Linked DNA regions of Bicyclus anynana: region 1 is linked to region 2. Evidence: chromatin contacts called from public Hi-C data. All regions are on one chromosome and are shown on one strand. Each heading gives the region's core, a stretch centred on a gene start, on an enhancer-like site or on the middle of the called end of the contact. The rest is flanking DNA. Distances are from core to core; before and after follow the strand shown. Region 1 overlaps LOC112046455 (U1 spliceosomal RNA). Region 2 holds the start of LOC112046422 (protein distal antenna).

The links. Hi-C and Micro-C count contacts between places; a contact is called where the count stands out from the background.
Region 1: a contact with region 2 is called in a Hi-C map of whole body, with 2.4 times the contacts expected there. The contact joins the enhancer-like site here to the promoter of LOC112046422 in region 2. A contact is called at or near these places in 2 of 2 Hi-C or Micro-C datasets (whole body and whole larva).

Annotation. Positions count from the first base shown.
Region 1 is chr21:11,391,019-11,397,802 of ilBicAnyn1.1, reverse strand. It overlaps LOC112046455 (U1 spliceosomal RNA), which reads left to right; the gene lies at 1-77. Among protein-coding and RNA genes, the nearest start is that of LOC112046455, 3.5 kb to the left of the region's middle. Within about 2 kb of position 4,277, at least 8 of the 8 cell types and tissues checked have open chromatin away from gene starts, as enhancers often do.
Region 2 is chr21:11,290,195-11,296,462 of ilBicAnyn1.1, reverse strand. LOC112046422 (protein distal antenna) reads left to right here and starts at 2,559. Exons shown (of 2, transcript XM_024083034.2): 1 at 2,559-2,995; 2 at 5,166-6,268. The coding sequence starts at 2,574.

The sequences.
Region 1 (6,784 bases), core at 3,028-5,527, 100 kb before region 2:
CCTCTGCGATTATCCCTAATGTGGATAACTCGGACGCGTAATTTTTGGTAGTGGGGACTGCGTTGTGATAGCCCAGTGGATATGACCTCTGCCTCCGATTCCGGAGGGTGTGGGTTCGAATTCGGTCCGGGGCATGCACCTCCAACTTTTCAGTTGTGTGCATTTTAAGAAATTAAATATCACGTGTCTCAAACGGTGAAGGAAAACTTCGTGAGGAAACCTGCATACCAGAGAATTTTCTTTCTTTCATTCTGAAAGGAGACTCGAGCTCAGCAGTGAGCCGAATATGGGTTGATGACGGCGAAGTAAGTGGGTACCTACTACTACTACCTACATGAAATAACATCTCAAAATAGACCTTCAAGACCTTCCATACGTAAATGCGTATAGGTAGGTGCAGGCGGCTATAACAAAAACAAGTCGGGTGTTTGACCGTGTGGCGTGACGAGGACGTTATCGGGGGGTTCGTCGGTAGGTGCGCGGGAGGGAAGGGGGGGAATGGTCGTCGCGAGGCTGCACCGAGCTACACGGTGAGGAGTAGACTTGAAGTTCACTAAAAACTTTCATCAACGTTAATGATGATCATTAACAAGTGATGGACATCCAGACATTCATCAACGCGCTTGATGTCCACAAAAAATTCAAGGCACACAATGTATTTTTTTTAAGAAACTTGGTTTGAAAGGATTTTTATAAAAAATAGTTAGATGTTGTCACGTTTTATATATATTTGTTTTTATGAGTGTGCATGAAAGTATTTGAAATAAGTAAATTATTCCCTATAAATAGGGACCTACTGGCTGCTCATATACTCGTATACATGACAAATTAGAATCAAATCTAGTGAAGTAGCCAAGTCAGTTTTCAATTACCGTTATACCTTGTTTAATCTACAAAGGTTGCATCACAAAGTCATATCGATATCATTGTCATGAAATATTCTGTAAGTAGGTATAACTTACCTATAATCTTATCAAGACGAGCTGTCACTGTTCTTACAGTTCATGCACATGTGATTATTGCTGAGCGGTCATTGCCATTCCGATCAATACATTCGAAATGTGTTGAAACTTGGCAACTACACTGTTTCTGTTTTGTTGGTCCAGCAGTTAGACTATGCTGCTCTGGATCATTAACTCCTAGGTTTGAGTTCTGTATCAAGCTACAAAAAAAATAGTAAGTATTTCGTAATTCCAAGTAGTAACAGCCTATAGTTAGGAAACAAAGAAACCACCAAGTTAAAAATAAAAGAAAAAATCATAAATAAACTCAAAATCAATTCTAAAATATTTTGTGTGGTAAGTAAAATAATAAGGCAATTTTCTGCGAGAGTGCAGCGCACAACAACTCTTGCATAGTGTGCAGGTGAAGCGACAATTAGCACCATAAAATGATTGACACCACATATTACATACAGCTGTTTTTCAATGTTTACATTTAAATTATATACCAAAACATGTTCGCGTGTTTTGTACACGTTTGTTCGCAAAGTTAAGTGATGCGACAATTAGCAGCATGGGATAATTGGCAACATATTTGACACACTTATGTTTTTCAGCTATAAAAATATATAACCGTTAAATATCCCGTTATAGACCAAATGGTCACCAACTTTTTTACGATAACGCGTCGCGAGTCGTCTCCCGCGCAGGCGGAGGCACGATCCGGCAGCGCGGCCGCCCTTGCGAAGGTGACGCGACAATTAGCGTCGCGCGGTCATCGGCCGGGCGCGGCGGCCGCGGCTGGCGCGATGTCAACGATTCCGATCGCGATAGCGTGACCGGACGCGACGCCCGCGCGCGCTCGCGGGTAGTGCGACGCACGAATACGTTATCGATGTTCTGTTTCTTTTGTCCAAAAAAATAAATAAATAAAACATACACACATTACTATCTAACCCCAAAGATTTTTAATTTAATAATTTTATGATAAATATTTATATACTACATACAAATACTTAAATAATGTATAAATACACCTAGCCGCCGGAAATTACCCATGCTGGTCACACAATTTTTTCCAGTTGAAGTGAGTATTCCAGGGAATCGAACCCACGACCATGGATGCAGAAAGCATAATAAAACATAAAGACTACCCACTGCGCCACGAGGCTGTCTAGTATCTATATCCTACTAATCCTACTTCCTACTAATATTATAAAAGCGAAAGTTTGTATGGATGTTTGGATGTATGTTTAGATGTTTGGATGTTTGTTACTCTATAACGCCGCTACTACTGAAGCGATGTAGCTGAAATTTGACATGGAAATAGACTTTACTCTTGGTTAGCACATAGGCTACTTTTTATTCCGAAAAAAAATCATGGTTTCTCGAGATTTGCGAAAACTGATGATTTTGATGATATGAATGTTTGTTACTCTTTCACGCCTCAACTACTGAACCGAATTAGCTGAAATTTGGTATTAAGGTATATTATAGTCTGGATTAACACATAGACTACTTTTATCCCGGAAAATTCATCGTTTCCGAGGGATTTGTGAAAAACTGAATTCCACGCGGACGAAGTCGCGGACGTCCGCTAGTAAATCATATTTGTTTAATGTGACGTTTATTCCCCTCCATTACTTGTAAAGGCAGTTAAGATTAGTTGCGACAATAGTGCAAATAGTTTTTTTTTTTAAATACTATCAAACACATTAACCATAGGTACATACCGTTGGTGACTCATTGTAATATAATTTAACACTAGTACAGGAATTGTTGTGACTAGCATCTAGGCTTAAACATTTTATATTGTATTCACGTCATGTAAACTTACACCGTACTTATTACCGTAAATGCACGATACTGAAAGTCGATATTCTAAAATTCTAAATCATAAATTCATTAGGCCTTGAAAATATCGACAAATGTATCCCCCATCACTAAACGAGAGGCATGTCGCCGCCATACCCGCCAAATCACGCTACTAAAACGCGTCTCAAACTGGCCATCGATTAGTAGAGACCAAATAAAAAATTGGAAACTTTCCAAAGGACAACCGTATCGGCCAAATGAAAAAGAACACTTTTTTGCCGTTCAATAACGAATAATATTATTTTAGACTAAACACTTAAATGAAACTCTTACAAGTTATTCCTGGAATTTGAGGTCCCGCGAATTTATTTTTCATACAGCAAAATATAATATTAATTATTAACTTGAGAATTTTTAACCGACTTAAAAAAGCAGGTTCTCTATTATACCCCTATTTTGTATATGTACCTACCTATGTTTATCTACGATTATGCCGCGTATGACTAAATCGTTTTTGATGTGATTTTCAGAGAAGCATATGTTATTAGTAAGTAACGGACGCCTGCGATTCCGTTCTCATGAAATTCTGTTGCCATAGATATTTCTGGAATGAACAGTCTATGTTCTGAACTGTATAGGTTTTTTATACTTATATGTGTAGTAATTTTCTTCATAGACTAGATATTCAATTTTAACGTCTATCGGTATATATAGGTAGGCTAAGGTATCATTTACTCGGGCGAGCAAGTACGTGCTCATGAGAGTATTGAGTATTCTTCGGCGTATAAACGTAATGTATGCTCGGAGACGTGAGGCACAGGTGCCGTTCGCCGCGCGCATCGATCTCGGCACAAATACGATAATGCCGGGTATTGCCTACCCCGCGGACTGACCCGGGGACAAGCGGACCGCGTTGTTTTATCCGAATAACAAAGAAGGGTTAACTCTTTTTTTTATTCATTACCAGTTAGTCTTTGACTACAATCTCACCTTATAGTAAGTGATGATGCAATTTAAGATGGAAGCGGGGTACCTTGTTAGTAGAAGGATGAAAATCCATACCCCTTTCGGTTTCTACGCGACCGGAACGCTAAATCGCTTAGCGATACGTCTTTGCCGGTAGGGTGGTAACTAGCCACGGACGAACCTCCCACCAGGCAGACCTGGACCAACTAAGGAAACCTAAATGAAGAAAGAAAGAAAGAAAAGATCTTTTTTTTAAGTAATGCCACATATCACATTAAATCTAAATTATAACATATTATGGCTTAACTGTCCACTCAAACAGTGGAGCACTAAAGAATGCCCTGTAATATGTGGCACAACCTAGAAAAAGGCCCCAACTCAGCATTTTGCCGCATACTTTCAATAAAAAAAGAGTGACTAGACAATAAATCGGCCCAGACGGGGATGGAACCCAGGGTCTTCGTATTCTAAGGACAAGGATCAGAGATGGAGGTGGTCACTACCCTCACACATGAGGATTACGACTCACGGAAGAGGATACAATGAATACGTACAGATATTTGTTTGGTACGTACGACGCGGATCTAAGGACGGCTACTATAATAGTCCGAGTATACTACACGTTATGGTTGTGCCTACGTTTACTAGTAACATTAGTTTGTATCCGCCATTCGCTCGTGACCGGTGTCGCGTAAATATTGCCTACGCGCGGCAAAAATACACGCGATCCGCGGCCGTCAGCGATAACGTGCCGCCCACCACACTTCACCCGCTGCGACACTCGGACTGACAATCGTACAGTAGCGTAACTACCGGGTCTTTGTATTGATCATTTCATGACATCTGATCATGACAAGAAATTGAAAAGACCCGTCGCCTATGCCACGCCTGCAATGACAATCGTACAGTATCCTAGTGGCTTGGTATTTTATTAAATGGAAAAGACCTGCTATACTCTTTACCAGCCACCAAACTCGTACTGACAACCATAACTTGCAGTATGTATCACCTTGGGATCACCAGTAACATTAGTTTCTGTTAGACCCGCCCTCCGCTCGTGACCGGTGTCGCGTGGATATTGCCTACACGTGGCAAAAATAAACGCGATCCGCGGCCGTCAGCGATAACGCGCCGCCCACTTCACCCGCTGTTACACTCGGACTAACAATCGTGCAGTACCATAGTGGGTCTTGAAGTTGATCACTCCATGAAGGCTGATCATTTGTCATGATATTTAAAAGATTTACACTATACCAAGAAGCCTCAACACTTGCACTGACAACCGTACAGTACCGTATCGACCGGGTCTTGATATTAATCACTTCATGATACCCGATCGTTTCATGAAATGGAAATACTCGCCACCTACTACAGTCATTACAAAAGGGAGCGCTATCACCTTGTTGGCGCTATTACTTCTGTTTCCCTTATCTGTATACAAGCGTTTAATAGACGGTACTTACACAAAACTGAAGGATCATAATGCTAAAACATATTATTAAATGATCATCTCCCCGTGAGCAGTTGATAAGCAATGGTTATTTTATGAACGGGTTTCGAAGTTTTGTATCACAATATAGTGTTTTGTAAGTTTTGTAAACAATTTAACAATACGTTCCTGCTATGTTAACGTTCCTTTACATACACAAAGGCGTTAGACAACTTACTACAACATCAAACAGTCTATTGGGTAAGGCAAAAGGCAAACAAAAAAATACGAACTGTACGATAGCTAAACCGCGTCACAACCGTGGCGTCCCTACATAAGCGCATACTATTTCTGTATATGTGCAGCGCCGTTCGCTCATTAGCGAGTGCGCGGCAAATATAGCGCTGACGAAAACTACCTACCTCGAGAAAATGCAGCCGCGTGCCATTCCTGACGGCGAATGGGTTTTTTCAACTGAAACGTTCGCGGTTTAACGATGATTAACTGCTTTAGAAGTACACGGAGGATTTTAGGGGCGGCAAATTCTTTCTATTCTACAAAAATAAAGAAAATGTAACGATAATTTTAATATTAAAACGTGCGTCCTGTACAGTCCTACTAAAATATTAAAACTTGCAATTTTATTGACACAATTTAAGGTAATTGTTTATTGTTTGCGAACTAGGATACCTATTCAATTTCAGAGTTTAGTAGGGGCTGCAAAAATTCAATAGCCTACTGGCGGTAAATTTGTAAATCCGCCACTGGAGTAGTTAGTATAAAGTCTTTGTTAGCAGCTTATTTTAATGGTCCACTATAGAACCAGGCCTCCCTCTTACAATAGAGGATATGGAGCTAATACGCTTTTTCAACGCGGGTTGGGCAAAGGAAGAAATAAGAGAATAAAAAACAAAAAAGAACAGCATTCGATGTGCCACTTTTAAGTTTAACTTTTTTCAAGTCAAATGAAATTTTAAATACTAAATTTTTCATGTAAAAACGTTTCAAAAAAATTGTAAAAAATCGGTTGTCTGTAAAGTCGGTTACTGACGTTAGTTGAACGTGACAACGTTATAAGAAAATACTGATGGATGGATGAATGGTTGCATTTTTCAAAAGATAATGTTCGGTTTTCTAAAATACTGTTTACTAATAATCTTAATAGAACCCTAGAGCGAGGGAACGACGCATGACGTCATCTTTTTGTGTGTGCAGCCGGCTCCATAGAATTATAAGACGTTGTCATGTCAAAAAACATTTTCAATCTAGTAGCACGATTAGTTCATCATCGTGCTACTAGATAAGAACATCAAAAAAAAAAGTGTCAACTAGCCTATCGCGTGTATGTAAATACGCATCGATACACCGGATTATACGACAATGCTATACGTATACATTACACGTACACGACAATGCTATACGTATACATTACACATATACGACAATGCTATACGTATACATTACACATATACGACAATGCTATACGTATACATTACACATATACACGGCGCCTCGATATCAGATAGCGAACTAAATTTATACCGAGCGGTGAGTGCAAAAGGCGAGCTCATAAAAACCGCGGCACGGTTGATTACAAAACGGCGACGATGTTGGTGTTACCATGATTTCTATA
Region 2 (6,268 bases), core at 1,310-3,809:
AGCCTATGTGGTTTCAGATCATGAGGTTCTGGGTTCGAGTCTGGGTCAGTCTTCGACATACTGAGCTAGATTTTTCATAAAACTCAGCCAGAAGTTAGTAGTTGGTGAAGACGAAGACGCCTTGGAGCACACGCTAAGTCGCTGGTTCCGGTCATTATAATTGGAGACAAGACGCGTACCATGTTGCCTGATATTATTAGGATATTAAAGTTAAAGGGTTTAACATTATCGCACCCTCAGGCTTAGCCCGCCAACCTGCATTGGAGCAGTGTGGTGGAAATGCTCATATCGATGGAAGGGATACATGGGGTACCTTACCTTTTATTACATTAATTATACATAGGTATAGAAGAGGGCTTGGCTGCAATCATACTTGACAATAAGCGATGATGCAGCCTATGGTGGAACGCGCTTGCCTAGAAGGTGCCTAATCACAATAATGGATTTGAAAAAAAACCTACAACATAGGTCATATACCTATGTTGTAGGTTTTGTAGGTTAATTCACAATTTAGCCCTTGACTACAATCTCACCTGATGATAAGTGATGATGCAATCTAAGATGGAAGCGGGCTATCTTGTTAGGAGGAGGATGATAATCCACACCCCTTTCGGTTTATACACAACGTCGTACCGGAACGCTAAATCACTTGGCGGTACGTCTTTGCCGGTAGGGAGGTAACTAGCCACGGCTGAAGCCTTCCACCAGCCAGACCATTTAAGAAATACCGCAAACGGCACAGCCGGGGATCGAACTCAGGACCACCGTCTAGTAAATCCACCGCGCATACTACTACGTCACGAAGGCCGTCAAAACCGAGGTGGTAGGGAAAACGGAAGCTGGAAGGGCATTCCATAACTTGATAGTGCGAATCAGGAACGAAGAACTGAAACGCTTCATACGCGTCAAAGGGACATCAAGTACGTATGGATGCAGACCTTTGCGATAATTGGCAGTTCTTTGGTAGAAAAGTGAAGAAGGAACTAGATCGAAAACTAGCTAACTACAGTTTTTTTTTTACTTGAGAATGTAATTTACTTGAGAATGTAACTATTTATAATAATTTTACTCATTAAAACATGACAAGTAGATAAATACGTGTAACTACATATCAATAATTTTTTTTTCTTATGTTTCTGTTTTGCTTGTTTTCTTTTATTTTTTATGGTGTATAAATAAAGAGTATTAAATAAATAAAATAAATAAATAATTTAAGACCAAATCATACGAAATCAGAACAATTCTAATAACACTTAGCATTGCATTTAATAGCATACCTATTTATAGATAAAATATTATTCATAATTTTATAATAATTTTAAATTATTACTTTCTCGCGAGATATTAATGTTGCCCGTATTAGATTTCAACGCGAGCGAAGCCGCTGGATCAGCTAGTGATGGTAGACATTGATTAGCAAAACAAAATAATATATTATACTCACGTTATGTTAGAATACAATTATAGTATGAATACTATAATTGTATTAGTATTTTATTAGTGTTATATTAAACTTTCAGCTTTTATTAAATGAAGACGGTCTGGCCACTGCAGATTCTGAGACCACCCAAACTGTTCCCACGAAGTCGGCTACATGGTTTCCTTAACTTTTTTTTTTCAGTTACAACAACTAAGTACCTACCTAGAATAAGTTTGTATATCACTAGTTCGAAATACCTACCCTACAAACTTTCATCTTTGTTTCTACCCCTTTCATTTTTTTTTATTTTTGCGTAAATATGTATGCATGGATAGCCTTGTCCACAGACGTATTTTTTGTATTTAGCAAACAGATAGACAGATTTTTTTAACATTCATACGTAATGCAGCATGGTTAGGTACAGGTTAAAATTGATAATAATATACCTAGAAAAGTTATTGTTTGCAGTTTTACATTCATTAGGTACCTATACCGATTGATTTACCTACCTACCAAATACCAAAGTATTAAAGAAATTCTACAAAAATAGGATCAACTAGGTACTTACACTTACTCGTAATAACTGTTTATACAACAAAAGGTTTTGTTACAAATATTGATGTAGATACCTATCGCACGGTATACTAATTGTATTGTGCCTATGGATATGGATGCCATGGACATTATAGAAAATGTGCTTAAAAAATAGGTAGATAAAAAAAGCCTACCTTTAAAATTTATAAGAACATCCAATTGTGTCGTCTATTGTTTAAAGTAAACGATTATGAGTTTAGGATATAGGATTACGTAGGAACTACCTAAGTAGGTAACTATTCAGATTTTTTAAATAAAAAAATGAAATGAACCGTTTTACTAAGTTACTTAATAAGAAAAGTGTTACTAAACAATATCAAGTTGCAAAATCATAGCATCCAAACATGTTAATTTATTCAGAAATACACAAATAAACAATGCACAAGTTGTAATAATTACGACTATTCACCGCTAACTATTAGTTGCCGAGACAGCCGCGAGACGCACCGAGTCATTACGAGATAAAGTTTAGAAAAGTTGCCGGCGTGCGGAAAAGTTGAGTGAACTTCGGGCGGGCGATAAAACTTTTGCCGTCCGCGATCTTTTCGGTAGAAAGTTGATGCGCGGAGAATTAATTGCGTTAATAAAGTGCGGAGGCCGGTCGCCGGTGTTTACGGCTCGCGGGGTCCGCGGGGCGCGGCGGGGGCGCGGGGGCGCGGGCGGGCGCCGGACGGACACAAAGGAGAGGCGCGGCCGGCGGACGGCGGACCGCGGCTGGCCTTATCACCACCGGCACACAGTCGCCGCGCGCGCCCCGCGACGAACGTATCGTGCCGTGCCGCCGCCCGAAGGACAACTGCCGACCGAACTAGTGTTGCCGTGTTGCGTGATAGTGAGTGAAACCCTAAACTGTGGAACACGTGCCGCGTTTGCGCATACCTGCATCGCTTGTGCCGTTTGTGCCGTGCCGTGCCGTTTGTGCTGCGGCGCAACGGCTGGCTCCGCGAAAATTGTAAACACAACACACGTGCCGGCTCGCAAGTAAGTTGACAACTTTTCACTGCGTTAGTCTGTAAACTCGCTAGACGAATTAATTTTGGCTCCGTTTTTGATTGTTGCACTTATTTTTAAAGTTACGAGTATATCTCTATTGTCATAATCTATCAACATCAACACTTTCCACTGTGTAAACTGTGACTTAAATCACGAGCAAACTTTAAGTAATACTTTTGCAAGTAATCACCAAAGTTTTCATATATTTATTAGATAACACACTAACTGTCTAAGAAAACGAAAATTACTTTGCTGTAACAATTTTTCAAAGGTATTCTTAATTGACAAATTTTGAAAAATTATAAACCACTACATAATTTTCATGGTGTTATAATGATGACTGAATAGCTTTTTCACTTACAGACATTTTGTTTCATTTGCCAATGCAATTTTGCTAAAGTGTTTTTAAAATTAAAACACTTAAGTAAAGTCCTTAATAAAGACATGAAACTTTGCATCTTCCACTTCTTCTTAAATCAAAATATTATATTAATTATGTTAAATTATACTGAAGGAAGCTTTCGTTATCCCAAATGATTTTGAAATATAAATAAATGAGTTATTTTATTATACTAATTCATAGTCTTGATTAAAAATTGAATAATTCTCGCCAGAATAGTTAAATTTTTGCCTAAGAATATGTAAACTCCTAAAAAGTCCTGTCGAAAATGCTATTTTTATATTAAATATCGGATTTTGATTATAGTTCCGTAGGTGTAATGCCGACGGAAAAGTGCGTAAAAAATAAGAATTCAAACTTAGCGCGTTCATTATAGGAAACTTTTCTGAGATTTCTCATTCGTAATCTATAAGACTTGCCATATTCGTACCTAATTACCTAAGCCTATCGAATTTTAGTTCTATCACAAAGTTGACTAAAAATTAACAAAACTATTAGATAACTCCAATCCGTCAATCTTCATTTTTCACTTTGTGCGCCAAAGAAAATCGCCTAATTACTACAGCCAAGTAGTTTTGATAGTTGAAATGTTTTAACTAAAAATCATTCAAATAATTTCAATTTCAATATAAAATATGTAAAACAAAGTAAAATGTACATAAAAGTGGTGTAAATATTGCAATAATAAACATAAGTATGTAATTATAAACGTACGTTTGACCATACCTGGTAATGATATTAATTTCCTATGTTACCTCTAAATTAATAGATAATTTAGATAATTAATGCAAAAGCGATAATCTGACAATAAAAATGGTATTCTATAGAACGTTATAGACCGCATGGTCAAAAACTATAATAGAATTCATTCATAATGCAGTGATTGTTTTGTACACAAAAGTTTATAAAACTAAAATATTATTTCCTGTGACATGCAATGCCATCTGTCGGCGACTGCGAGATGCGTGCGTCGCTTGCAAGGTCACGGTGTCAACGACCCGACAACTTTTGCCGCTTACTGTTGTCGTAGGTCATAATTTTATGTGTTCTTTTTGTTTATCTTTTCGTAACTTTATAGCTTCCCGCGTAAACACATTTATCGTTTTTGCCCAAATACCTATGTTACCTACTGTGTTCGCATGGATGTTTATTTATATTATAAAATCGTTGAATGACTTTTAGCGGTCGTAAAAATCTTTAATCTGCACAGGTCATTGGTACGATATAAAATACAGGTGCAATGATAAACCAAGTTCGATGAACTTTTATACAGGATAATACGAAATTGTTATTCGTTACTCTTAAGGTTAGGTTTATTTTTCGTAATTGGTCATTGATTTAAATTTTCGTACAATATTAAAATAAAATACTTTCGATATTAATAATACGTCTATAAATTATTCCGAAATAGTTTGTGTGTTTATCAAGAACGTATTATAATGTCAATGTATATTATGAATTTAAATTTATTGAAAGTTTATTAATATGGTGATAATAATTATAATAAAAAATAAAACCACATTTACAATACTATTCACAAATATTCATACTCGCCTAACAAACGTTATCTGTTGTGTTTAAAATTATTTTACTCGAGAGACCACTCGCAATAATTTCCCATACAAACTGTCAATGACGACGGTCAAGCTGCTAATTATTCGCGCAAAATACATACTGCGGCTGTAACAGAGACGTATTTATGAAGAATATACTTCAAATTAGCGAAGCAAACTGACGGCTTCACTTCTTTTGTTACAGAAAGCGAGAGGCAAAAATGACTACAAAGGGCAAACGTCCTATGCGTGCCCTCACACCCGGAGATAAGATAGAGGCGATACAACGCGTCAACGACGGCGAGTCCAAGGCTTCAGTCGCGCGCGACATCGGCGTGCCGGAGTCGACACTCCGCGGCTGGTGTAAGAACGAGGACAAACTGCGCTACATGACCTCTCGCTTGTCCTCGCCGGACACCGACAAAAGCAACGACGGGGAGCCCCCCGATAAACGTGCGCGTACCGAGTCGCCGACCGCTCCGCAGTCGCCCGTCGCGACCGGCCTCGACCTCTCCAGCCCCGCGGCCGTGACGCACAACGCGCCTCTGCCCGTGCTGCCGACCGACGCGCCCGTCGAGCTCACGACCAAACGAAGCGAACCATCACCTCCCGTACATCCGCCCCGAGAGCGCCGCCCCGACCCGGGCGCGAGTGTCTCAATGAGCGCCATCAGCCCCCTGTCGGGACTCGCTCATTTACCCGGCCTCACCCATTCTCATCTCGGCTTGAGCTTCAATGAAATCGCCACCAACCTAACGCTGCTGGCACAACTGAATCCAGGTTTATCTGCACTATCCGCGCAACCTGCGAGTCGAGCTCTACGCTCCGTGCGATCTCCGAAACCGGTCCACAATGGAGTTCTTAACTTAAACGAAACCAAACACCGCAGCAAATCCAGCCACTCCTCGGACCCATACCGGCACAGCGGATCCAAGTCCAGTCATCATTTGTCATCGCAATCATCCGCCGCTCAGCCGGTGGATGACACGTTATGGTACTGGCTAAAGACTCAACAGGCTATGTTGGATCTAACCGCTCAGTCAACGGCTGCTCACCCACTTCAGCTGGGAAAGGCGAGCGACCCGACCTTACCACCTAAGCCGGTGGCGCCGACGCCCCCTGTTACCTCCCACCTCGACTACAACAGAAATTCGTGGCTCTGGCAGTATTACAAACAATTCGGCGGGGCGATGCCTCTACCTGAAGACAAACTCAAATCAGCATCGCAGGTTCCAAAGGAAAAATCCGGAGATAACATACTCTACTCGCATCTTACCAAAAGCAAAACGGAAGAAGATCGGGGAGCAA